Regions from separate parts of the Mus musculus genome. Here all the other regions are linked to region 2. The links are chromatin contacts, called in public HiCAR-type and HiChIP or PLAC-seq maps. All regions are on one chromosome and are shown on one strand. Each heading gives the region's core, a stretch centred on a gene start, on an enhancer-like site or on the middle of the called end of the contact. The rest is flanking DNA. Distances are from core to core; before and after follow the strand shown.

What was found. HiCAR-type assays count read pairs that join an accessible place to other places. HiChIP or PLAC-seq counts read pairs in DNA pulled down with a chosen protein or histone mark.
Region 1: a HiCAR-type map of astrocytes shows a contact between it and region 2, with 2.1 times the contacts expected there. The contact joins the promoter of Lss here to the promoter of Fam207a in region 2. A contact is called at or near these places in 1 of 484 Hi-C or Micro-C datasets (CD8 T cells) and 2 of 115 datasets of contacts at active chromatin or transcription factors (astrocytes and effector CD8 T cells).
Region 3: an H3K27ac HiChIP or PLAC-seq map of microglia shows a contact between it and region 2, with 8 times the contacts expected there. The contact joins the enhancer-like site here to the promoter of Fam207a in region 2. A contact is called at or near these places in 2 of 484 Hi-C or Micro-C datasets (the N1E-115 cell line and embryonic stem cells) and 5 of 115 datasets of contacts at active chromatin or transcription factors (T-cell acute lymphoblastic leukemia, embryonic forebrain, forebrain and 2 more).

What each region holds. Positions count from the first base shown.
Region 1 is chr10:76,529,197-76,533,049 of GRCm38.p6, reverse strand. It overlaps Lss (lanosterol synthase), which reads right to left and starts at 1,445. Exons shown (of 22, transcript NM_146006.2): 1 at 1,376-1,445; 2 at 1,032-1,200. The coding sequence starts at 1,389.
Region 2 is chr10:77,513,426-77,517,166 of GRCm38.p6, reverse strand. Fam207a (family with sequence similarity 207, member A) reads left to right here and starts at 1,354. Exons shown (of 6, transcript NM_133998.3): 1 at 1,354-1,564; 2 at 2,753-2,861. The coding sequence starts at 1,427. 2810425M01Rik (RIKEN cDNA 2810425M01 gene) reads right to left here and starts at 1,269. Exons shown (of 1, transcript NR_163865.1): 1 at 226-1,269.
Region 3 is chr10:78,148,075-78,152,158 of GRCm38.p6, reverse strand. No RefSeq gene overlaps it. Among named protein-coding and RNA genes, the nearest start is that of Gm47922, 12 kb to the right of the region's middle. Within about 2 kb of position 2,603, at least 95 of the 459 cell types and tissues checked have an H3K27ac peak or open chromatin away from gene starts, as enhancers often do. A contact at or near this core is called in T-cell acute lymphoblastic leukemia and microglia, where this site is marked.

The DNA.
Region 1 (3,853 bases), core at 196-2,695, 980 kb after region 2:
CATCTTGTGGATCCAAACAAAAATCACACCCATCTTTGTAATTCTCCTGCAAATCAAAAGTTAAATATCAAAGTGGAATGCTCAAAATGAAACCAAATTAGGGCAACTTCTTCCACAGGTCTCTGAGGTGGAGGGACTTAAATAACGAGGGTTGCTTCTACTCCTGTCTCCGGAAGGAGGTACCACACTTTTTGTTGTTTAGATTGAATTGAGGCAAACACTCACAAACACTGACCCACATCAGCAGCCCTCTTCTTTATTTATTTGTTATCATTTTTGAGATAGGGTCACACTACGTAGACCTGGCTGGCCTAGAACTTGCTCTGTAGACCAGGCTGGCCTCAAACTCACAAAGATCTGCCTGCCTCTGCCTCCTGGGTGCCGGGATTAAAGACCAGCACTACCATGCCCAGCCTCTTTATTTTCTGAGACAAGCTCTACTCAGCTGCCCAGGCAGATCTTAAACTTTATCCTTGTCACAGCCTACTCAGCGGCTAGGATTACAGGTATGCCTGCCGGGCCCAGGTTCATATCTGTTTTAAAAAACAAAAAATTATAAGCCTTATTATTAAAATAAAAAGAAACCTGCAAATTAATAAAAACATCGCACACCAAAATTAACCAAACACAAAGTCTACTCAACTTAATGACCTTGGCATTTGAAAAGGGAGACTGTGAAACTTTCCATAAAATGATGCACTTTCAGTACCCACTATATTTTATGCATTAATCTATTGCCCAAACCACAAAGCCCATGACAGAGTTAGAACTAGAAAAGCAACTAGCTTTACATCTTCTTACATAACTTGTGAACTTTCCTGATCCTCTTATAGTCAGCTTTTCCTCATATCACACTATACCCACATATACATTGGTTTACACATATGCATATATTACTGGCTGGTTGCCTGTTTTTTAAATAAGGCTCTCCACTGTTTCAGAGCTCTGGCTCAGGAAGGCACGGTGTAGGCTGATCAGTGATGGCTTCCAGTCTTGGGATGGAATGGTGCTTTCAGAATCACATCACTTACTGTGTCCAGTCCCAAAGAGTGGGCCTCTAGCCCGGTCTGCTCTCGACCAGGGTCGTCCTCCGCTTGATAATAAGTCCATCTCTGCCGACCCAACTCATTCTGGAGCCGCCAGCGGGTGAGATCGGTGGCGGGCTCAGTTTTATAGGGTCCCCCACGACGCCGCAGACACCTGAGGGGACCAGCGAGAGGAAGCAGCCTTCCTTAGACTCCGCCCAGGTGGGATGCCTGCAATCCAGGCATGCAGAGCCACCAGCCATGCCACCCTGCTGTCCAGACACCTTCCCTGCCACCGCCCTGCCGCGTCCCTCGCAACACCCGCGGGAAGCCCAGGGTCCGCGACTCACGTGCCCTCAGTCATGACAGCACTACTCTCTGCCACCGCTTGCCAGCCCTTTACCTGACAGCCTAGTGCACTGCGCAGGCGCGAGCCTCGGCCGACCGGAACTACTGGGTGGGCCGATGCGAGCTCGGCCAATCAGAGCATCACCAGGTGGGCACGAGAGACGCACCGCGACCACAGTGGCTGGGCGCAGGGCCGCCCGACGCCGCGAGGGCACCAGGGGGCGTGGCTGCGGGGCGGGAAGCGCTTTGGAGGCGGGGCCTATGAAAGAGGCCGGCCTGTGGGCGAGGACGGCCTGTGGGAGGGGCAGGCCCGTTGGAGGGGCGGGGCGGGATGGGGGGCGGGGCCGGCCCCTCTAGATCCTTATTGATGACAGCCTTGGACTTCTGGTCTGGGTGTTCTGAGCCGGGATACCTACAGGGTTGGTGAAAAATGGCCCCTCCGACATGCAGGAAAGAGGCCGCGGAAACCACGAGTGCTTCAGAAGTACGGAAGAGGCATGAGTGACCTGAGGTGAAACTAGCGTTGATCCGAGGCACCACATGGACCATCATGGGGCAGGGGCCTTGACCCGAGTGAAGGGAGGAGGAAACTATGATGACACGTAGTTGGGAAGAGGGTCAGAGTAGTGTTCTCAGAAAGCGGGCACAGGCTCCTCACAGGGAGCAGCTGCAGAGTGTGCAGAGGGCTGTGTCCTGACTCCCATTAGCAGGTAGAGTTCCACTTCCCTAGCCACAGCACTACTCTCAGGATACCTGGAGCTTGGAGTCCTACAAGTTAAAGGGGGAAAAGCCTTGATTATGTTTGACAGTAGAGAGGGAAGCAGGAAAGCCTGTGGTATGCCGGCAGAATCTAGTAGAGACGTGCAATGAAGAACATTTGAACAGATAGTATTTGAGAAGCATTGCTGGCATGCAGGAATGACGACCAGAGATCAGAAAAATATAATTCCAAGAACTCCCAGCGGTACAGTGTGTCCTACAGAGTGCCGACTTACTTACAACTACCCAAACCCGATAGCCTCCCTGCACCTAGCCCTCAAAACGCTGCCAAGGAAGGGGCCATGAACCACAAATCAGAGAAGGAAGAAGTAAGAGGCAAAGAACACTCACACACCTTCCCTAGATGGAAAATCGGAATTTTAGATGGCTAGTCAAGAACACTAACCTCTTCTTTGCCCAGTTTAGAAACTTGTAAAGATATAAGACAAGGCATTTTAACTGAGCCTTGCCTCAGACTATTGATTTGGGGACTGGAGGCCAATACTTAAGTCCAGTGCGTAAGAGCACTTGCTGCTCATTCAGAGGACCTGGAATTGGTTTATAGCACCCACATGGTGACTCACAGCCATCTATAACTTCAGTTTTAAGGAATCTAATGCCATTTTCTGACCTCCTCAGTCACCAGGCATGTGTGAGATGTAAGTACATACATGCTGGTTAAAACACCCGTACACATTAAGTTTTTAAAATTCACAATAGAAAAGTCAGTTTGAGCTGGGCGTGGTGGCACACGCCTTTAATCCCAGCACTCCAGAGGCAGAGGCAGGCAGATTTCTGAGTTCAAGGCCAGCCTGGTCTACAAAAGTGAGTTCCAGGACAGCCAGGGCTATACAGAGAAACCCTGTCTCGAAAAACAAAAACAAAAACAAAAAAGCCAAAAAAAAAAAAAAAAAAGTCAGTTTGAACAGGGCTGGCTAACTGCTTCATAATGACTGCTTTTCCCTTACACATGTCTCAGCTTCTAAGCCAAGCGAACAACTGAAGCCTTTGGGAGCTGACCCACCAAGAACCATGTAAGCACAGTATGCCAATAAGAAGACCCAAAAAACGATGCCCAGGGAAGCCTAGCACACTGGATGCTGTTCTCCCAAATTCACTAAACAAGCCACTCTCTTTCCCTGGAGAAAAAAGCTAGAGTGTTTTCCAGGGAAGTCCTTTTTGTGTCAGAACATGAAAAATTGGAAAAAAAGAATTCTGGTCCGTACGGAACCCCAGACTTGAATGGCAAAGCTAGACAGATGGCAGAGATATCAGCTGCAAAAGAAGTTAGGTTGATATTTTCCTGGACTAGACATCCTATGAATAAAGTAATATGCTTTCTAATATCTAAGGAAGAAAAGTGTGAAATCCTCCTGCCAATTCACATAGATGGATTTCTAGAGACAGTTGTAAGAAATGTTTGTCACTGCTTGGCTTGTACCATATTGAGCTTATTCTATAAACTAAATACAGAAGACTCTAGGGTTTGGGACCTGGACAACTGGGTGTAGAGTGAGCTTCCATTGACAAGGAAGGCAATGTTCTTAGCTATATGAAGATTGGGAAAGCCTTGGCTGACAAAGACCCTGGAGCCTAAGGGTTTCAAGACAGGCCAAGGGGAAAAGCCTTATCTGTATGTAGAAGTTAGGAAAGGTCAGAGGAGCTTGGAAATTTCACGGAGAATTCATTTTGACAAATATTAGGCATCCGAGTTTAAGTAG
Region 2 (3,741 bases), core at 105-2,604:
AGTTCCTTGGGGTGCCCTGGAACTGGCCTTAAGCAACTCATCCTCCATGGGGGAACCTGGGGTCCATCGGACAGCCCAGAGCACAGGAACACTGCTGAGGGTTGAGAAGGAGAAAACATTTAGGGGGTGGGGGGGTGGGGTGGGGATCTGTCCTAGGTAAAAGCCAGGCTAGCTTTCAGGGTGGCTCTGGCTGCCAGATCTTCTGGGGAGATGAACCAGGTTGTGAAGAGTTCAATGGACTTTATTCCCAGGTCATCTCAAAACAAGCTTGCGAAAGTAACTTTTATTCGCTTGATGTCCTTGTTGTCTCGGAGGCTTACTGCTGACTACGATCTCCTTTTCTAGCTCTTTCTGAACTCTTACTGGCTGATTCAATTCAGCTGTTCTGGCTCAAACGTCTCTTCAAGTCGCCTGATTCAATCTAGTTTGTCTCAGCTTCACATCTAGTGCACTGCTTGGCCTGCAGCCACTCACTCACTGTTCTAGATTGCTTTCTGTTGCTGTGATAAAAACACTTATCAAAGGCAGCGTGGGGAGGAAGGTGTTCTTTACATCTTACAGGTTGGATCTCATCGTCAGGGAAGGAGCAGGAACCTGGAGGCATCCCCTGATGAGAAACCGCATCGGAAAGATGCTTATTGGCTCTGCTCCCTGGCATGCTCTGCTACTTCAGCCACTGTGGGGCACCGGACTCCGCTTTGGGCTCACCTTCTCCCCACAAATCCCATCTCACTGTGGATCCCTAGCAGAGACGTCCCGGCATCCAGGATGCTCTCTACCCTAGAAGGGAAGAAGGCAGAAGGCCTCTACCCTGGCTGTGCCTGGGCCCAACTTTCTTTTGTGGCTCCAACTATAGCCCACTTTGGTTTTGTATTGTATTTTACAGGTGTCATTTGGGTGAAGAGCTGGAATTACCCTTCGTCCTTGCTTTCCTTAAGCAATACTGCACTGGGTGCACAGGGGCTGTTGGACACGGAGCCGACTGTGCAGGAAGACGGAGGCCGTTCGGTCCATCTGGTACCCATTTAAGTGGAATTGCAAAGTCCCCAACTCCAGGACCTGTTTTAAGGACGAAACGCCAAGCTGCACACATAGAGACCCGCATGAGTAAAACCGACGTGAACCTTTCTCCCTATTCTACCCCAGACGCGCGCGATAGAAACATGGCGTAACGTGCACCCGAGGCTTCAATAGTTTTACTTCCCTGGCTCTTGGCTGCAGCCACATCGCCACACGTCTAACGCGCTAGCGGGAGCGCGCGACGTAAGCACCGCAACTGCGCACGCGCTACGGGAGGCACTTCCGGGGACCGGCCGAACGCCGATCTACGCAGCCGCGGCTCTATTTCCGGCTGTCTGGGAGCACTTCCGGGAGGCTCTTCCACTAGTGAGGCGGCGTTGCTAACAGGCGGAAACCTCCAGGGAAGATGGGGAAAGTGAGGGCGCTGCGGGCTCGTGTGCACCGGGCGGCCGTGAGACCCGACGGGGATTCTGCACCGGGCCCTGTGCCCCGCGCCGTGGAGCCGGCGCTCCCACAATCCCCGGCGGGCGGAGCGGGGGCGAAGGTGAGGTGTGGGGCGCCGGTCGGGCCAGGTCTCTGCCGAGCCGGATCTCCAAAGATCAGGAGCCCTGGATGGTTGGGTGTCGCCTCTTCTGTGTGTGTTCCTGCCACTCTGGTTAGGGTCCTGACCCGGCCCACCTTTAGCCGTCATGCCTTCTCGGTTGGGGTGTGAGGCTCCAGAAGCGCTTCCATCTCTGGGGGAAAATATCCCACTACGCTCTGGAAATGTCGCAGGGCGCTGTCTGTCTGCCTCTGTCTATCTCTGTGTCTCAGTCTCTGGTGTGTGTTTGAGACAGGGTCTCTCTATGTAGCCCTGACTATTCTGGAACTCACGCTGTAGACCAGGCTGGCCTCGAACTCATAAGAGATTGACCTGCCCCTGCCTCCCACATGCTGGGGTTAAAGGCATGGCATGCACTTGTGTCCCTGGCGCTTGCTTGTTGCTTTGGCCTTTGGGATCTTATTTATTTTTATTTTACCTCATCTCATTCTTTCTTTATTCTTTTGAGACAAGGTTTCACCCTAGCCCCCCCCCCCAGCTTGTCACTCTCGTGCCCAGGCTGTAGCCCACTGTGCCCAGCTTTTATTTGTTGTTGTAGCCAAACTGAGAGCTTCTGTTTTCTCCCACACCCACACCCACGGGAGGTGCTGTGCAGTCATTGATTCGTGCAGCCATTGATTCTTATTTTTCCCATTTTTCTTTTAATTTGGTAACTTGGCTCAAATTTAAGCCTTGTGTTGACAGAGATTGTTTTTATGCCCCTTTGGTCAGCCGCGTCTTTGCCTCACTGGAAGGTTATGTGGTTGGTGTTCCTATTTTTGTTCCTCAGAGATGCCCAAGGACCAGTACTTAGAGGATTCCCTCTGCTCACTCCTGGGAGGGCCCATGCATACAGTTGTAAGCAGCAGTCATGCCTTATCTCACAGCTACTCTTGGATCTGCATGTGTTTGCAGGGAGGCTGTGCTCAGGCCCTGTGCTAGTGTGGCTCTACTCCCCAAGACTCTCTGATTGTCCCAAGTCTGATGGGGGCAGGAAGGAACAGGCCTGATCTGGGAACAAGGACGTAGATACTCTTCCGGGGCCTCCCTGGCTGAGAAGTAGAGGATTTTTGCCTTAGCATCTTCTCGATGTGTGACTCTCAAACCAAAAGTCAACTTGATGTCCTCTCTCTTCTCCTGTTGGGATTGCAGGACTGGACATTCGTTCACAATGACATCTTTGCCAGGACACAGATAGACCCTAGTGCGTTGGTGCAGAGGCTGGAGCTGGACCAGAGGAGTGTGGTGTCCCTAAAGAGAGGTGAGTTCCTGCCTTTGGAGAGTCGAGAGGGCAGCCTGACTGTTGCCTGTGGACTAGCCCGTGCTTTAAAAGATGACACTAGGCATGACATGTGTTGCATAGCTTAAATCCCGGCACTTGAGAGGCTGAGGCAGGCCAGTCTCTACATTCAAGGCCAGCCTGGACTACACATCTAGTTCCAGGAAGAAACAAGGCTGTGTGGAAAGACCCTGTCTCAAAGCAAGACTAAAGGAGATGTTACTTTTACAGGAAAAATAAAAAAAGAACAAAACCGTAAAGTATACCAAAGTAGAAAGACTGGCGCTGAGGAGTGCCACAGGCCAGTGCCTACCCTTGGTACCACACAAGGAGTCCTTTTGAAGCAGGTATCAGGCTGCCCGGCATTCCATTCATAAATTCTGAGCGTGCTTACACTAGATAACTTACCTGCAACATTGATGCTGCGCCTGTGTTGTCAAGGCGGCAAAAAGCAGGCAGGCCTTGTGGCCGCCATCTAGTCAAGACAGTTTTTTTTCCCCCCTTCCCGCCCTGCCCCGTCAAGACAGTTCTAATTGCTGCTGAAGGTATTGTGACCAGACTCATTCTTTTTTTTTTTTTTTTTTTTCCCAAGTCAGGGTTTCTCTGTGTAGACCTGCCTGTCTTGGAACTTGCTCTGTAGACTAGGCTATCCTGCCTCTGCCTCCCAAGTGCTGGTTTTAAAGGCATGCACTGTCACACCTGGCTACCAGTGGCTCCCTCCCTCCCTCCCTCCCTCTCTCCCTTCCCCTCTCTCTCTCTCTCTCTCTCTCCCTCTCTCTCTCTCTCTCTCTTTCTTTCTTTCTTTCTTTTTTTTTTTTTTTTTGAGACTGGTTCTCTTTATGTAGTCCTGACTGTTCTGGAA
Region 3 (4,084 bases), core at 1,354-3,853, 630 kb before region 2:
TTTTGGAATATAAGTAGAATGTCTATGTGATCTTAGGTGGGTCATAGGATGGGATGTGGCAGACAATATAGGCAGATGAGGCTGTCGCCTGCCCCAGGAACCATGAATGTGTCTCTTGCTCAGCAGTGGGACTCATCTGTCTGGAACAAAGTGCAGCTATAAGCAAGCCAGGGCTACCAGGCAGGACAATTGAAGAGGTGGTGTCACTCCTGCGGGGGGATTGCAGGGGCTGGGAGTGGGATCGCAGGGGGTGGATGGGAATGGGAGTGGGAGAGAGCATCTCCTTTGAGTTTAGCAAGGATTGGGTGCTGTCTGGGTAGCAGGAGCAGCCAGGGCTCTAACAAACCTCTCGCCACTACTGTGCACTGAGAACACAGGAGAACCAGGAGTTAACAGCTGCTCTTGGGGTGACTAAGGACCTGCTGTTCTGTGCCCTGGGATTCAGGGAAGTGGGGGATGAGGCTTCTGCCCCTGAGGCCTCTCCTGGCCTGAGCTGAAGCAAGTTGGTGTGGCAGTGTGAGCAACCTTTGCAGGCGATTGCACGTCTCCACCCTGAGTACTGTTTTTGCCTCTGGCATATTCCCACAGAGAATCTACCACATGGCAGTGGTTCTTTTCGGGCTTGTTTTCATGTAGAAGGGGGTGTGTCTGACTCATGTGAGCTGTTGTCCAGACATGACTATGAGGTCTTTGGTGAAAGAGGAGTCCAGGGACCGTGTATCAACCACAGAACCCACTTCTAGATTTCTATGACAGCCAAGCAAAACCATACATAAGAAGTACTTACTCTAGAAATGGCGTACCCTCTCTGCCCCTAACTTGCCAGCTTCAAAGCCCAGGGTTGGCTCCTGATGCAAGTGATGTGGGCATATTACATGACGATATGGAGGCCTGAGGGGAAATATGGGATCCCCCATCTGGGACCCTCTCGGCCAGCTCCTGGCTTCTCCACCCCAGCTGCCAGCCAGGTCTACCCTTGGTCCCTTGGTTGCTCCTAAGGCTTAGCTCATATTCTCATCTGGACCTTTAGGCTCCTTGGAATCTGCCAGTCCTGTGCTGCTCACAGGCAACAGATGGACTTGAAGTCATTTAGTCACTCAGGGATGAGTCCCTGCAAAAAAACGAGCATGTTGACATTATAGGGTCCTAAAATATTAAGGATTGGTTCTCCTAAACCAAATGTCAGAGGGCTAGCTCTTTCTAAGGCTCTGTGGAGGAGCTGCCCCAGGCTTCCCAGGGCATCTTGGGTATCCGTTAGTGTGCCACGGCATTGTCCAGACCGTGCCCTCCATTCCCTCATGGTCTCTTATCTAATGATGACCTCCCTCAGGGCCTCTATCTTATGGCCTGTCTCCTCATGGTCTTTCTCATAATCTTTCTCTGATGATCTAAATCTCCATGTGGCCTCCATTTTCTTAGGACCTCTGCTTCATGACATCTCTCTTGCCATATCTCTGTTCCTTCATCTTCTCCAGCTCCTCCTCACCCCCAGCTCCTCCTCATCCCCAGCTCCTCCTCACCCCCAGCTCCTCCTCATCCCCAGCTCCTCCTCACCCCCAGCTCCTCCTCACCCCCAGCTCCTCCTCACCCCCAGCTCCTCCTCACCCCCAGCTCCTCCTCACCCCCAGCTCCTCCTCACCCCCAGCTCCTCCTCACCCCCAGCTCCTCCTCACCCCAGCTCCTCCTCATCCCCAGCTCCTCCTCACCCCCAGCTCCTCCTCACCCCAGCTCCTCCTCATCCCCAGCTCCTCCTCACCCCCAGCTCCTCCTCACCCCCAGCTCCTCCTCACCCCAGCTCCTCCTCACCCCCAGCTCCTCCTCATCCCCAACTCCACCTCACCCCCAGCTCCTCCTCCTCCATCTCTCTCTCCTCATGGCCTCCACTTCCTTAGGCCTCCTCCATATCCACATTTCCCCTCTTAGAAGACCCTAATAATCTAATTTTATTACCACTACCACCACCATTTTATATTTTGTTTTCTTCAAGGTGGGGTTTCTCTGTGCAGCCCTGGCTGTCCTGAAACTTGCTCTGTAGACCAGGCTGGCCTCCAACTCCGTGATCCATCTGCCTCTGCCTCCTGAGTGCTGGGATGAAAGGCGTGTGCCACCAGAGCCTGGCTAAATAACTTTAGCCATATTTAGAGAAGGTCCCATTCACAGGGTTTGACATGAAGCCTCTAACAGGAATTCTGTGAGGGCACAGATGAGCCCATTCACGGGGGTAAGCTGAGGCATGAGGGGGGTGCACATCAAAGACATAATGGTTCACAGGAGAGACCTCAGCAGGGTCCCCATCTATATCTATGGCCAGTACCTGGATTGTCCCATCTGCTGGGTCCCAACTGCTAGGTCCCCTCTGCTGCCTGGTACCCTTTATTCCTGGCATCTGTGGGCAGGACAATGGATATTTCACAGGACAGGTGCTGCTAAGAACGCCCTTGGTGCTGGGTTGTGTTCTTAATTTTAGTTTCTCAGGAGCCACCGGAGCCCCTAGGTTGTATAGATCTATTGCTGAGATTCACCAGATGGCATAACAGCACTCCACAGCTGACTCGGGCCAAGCCCTAGCTCTGTGGCAGGGCCAGCATTTCCTGAAGGGAAAGCATCCCCCAGCACGTCATTGGCTCCCTCGATTTTAAACTCTGCTCTCGGCTTCCTTAAGACCTGTGCACTCATGTGTGCCCTGAGCTCCAGGCTCTGCTAACTTCCCTGACCAAGAAAGGAATTTGTGGAGTTGCCTTCAAACCATGGCATCTTTTTTGGTGCTTTAAAAAAAAAAAAAAAAAGTTCTTTTAGAATTTTCTGTCTTGTGTCATGCATCCCTGAACTTCCTGGTTTGAGCCGAATAGCAGAAGTTCTAAAATATTTCACATTAAGCATCTTTTGGTGTTTCTGACATGGCCCCAAACAGGAAGTTCCAGAGGTCTGTCACAGAAAGTCTATGTCCTGGCCTCTGTGAGTGCCCCAGGATTCCAGACAGTACCTGGGAGATACCATGGAACCTGTTTGAACCGAAAATGACATGAGAAACTGGATTTGTCTGCATTAAGGCTCTGAGTTAATTTGCTGTGCTACTGTAGTAAAAGAGCACACAGTGGGACCATAGCATTTATTGCACCCCTACTAAGCAGGGTGCCCAGGCCTCCTGCCCAGCTCTATACACATTGGGTGTGGCTTGCCTGCTCCGGTTTGCTCTTCTGAGATATTCACATGAGGCAAATAGGAAGCTAGAGATATGGGTATATTCAGGAAAGCTTGGTACTTCCTAAGGACACCATGCCCTGAGCCACCACTGACACGTTCCCAGGTGGCCATGGGATTCTCTCATATGAGCCTCAGTCCCAGGCAGGGTGACCCTTCAGAAGTCAGTAGAGGTGAGGGGTTCCTGGTGCACATGATAGGATTACAAAGGAAAAATAGGCCATGCACAAGGAAGTAGAAAGGAGGGGGCGAGTTAGATTGTCCAGGACTGATCCCTTAGGGGATCTGAGGTAAGCTAGAAGGGGAGGCAAGTTAGCAAGGGAAGCAGGCACCCCATCTTCATCCCACCCACAGATCTGGAGACAGTGAGACCTACCACAGGAAGTCCTGGAGGCCTCAGTGTTGCCTGCTGGATGCTGGTGACAGGGTCATTGGTGATAGATCATGGACAGGAAAACAAAGTGCTCCTGAGACCGGAAGTCGCTCTCCCAGTAGCCTTTGCATTGGGGTAGCAGGGTGCACACCTTTGGGAAGGCCAGCAGATGTAGCTTTGCTGGGGCACTAGATAGTGGTGTGCGGGGCCAAACCCTGTACTTTCAGGAGCCTTCCCTTGTTCCCGATCCCTCACCTGATCAAGAAGTTCCTAGGGAGGACTAAAACAGGACAGGTGCTACCTGACCACAGAGCAGGTGACAGGGAGACAGCCACAGTCACCACCCTATCTGGAGAGGAAGTTGATCTTTTCAAGGGATTCCCAGCCAGAGGCTGTTTTTATTGGGGACAAGAGTGAAAGACTAGTTCTTTATCAAATGAGTCACCAGAGAGAGAGAGAGAGAGAGAGAGAGAGAGAGAGAGAACAGCGAGTGAGCAGAGCACATGGACC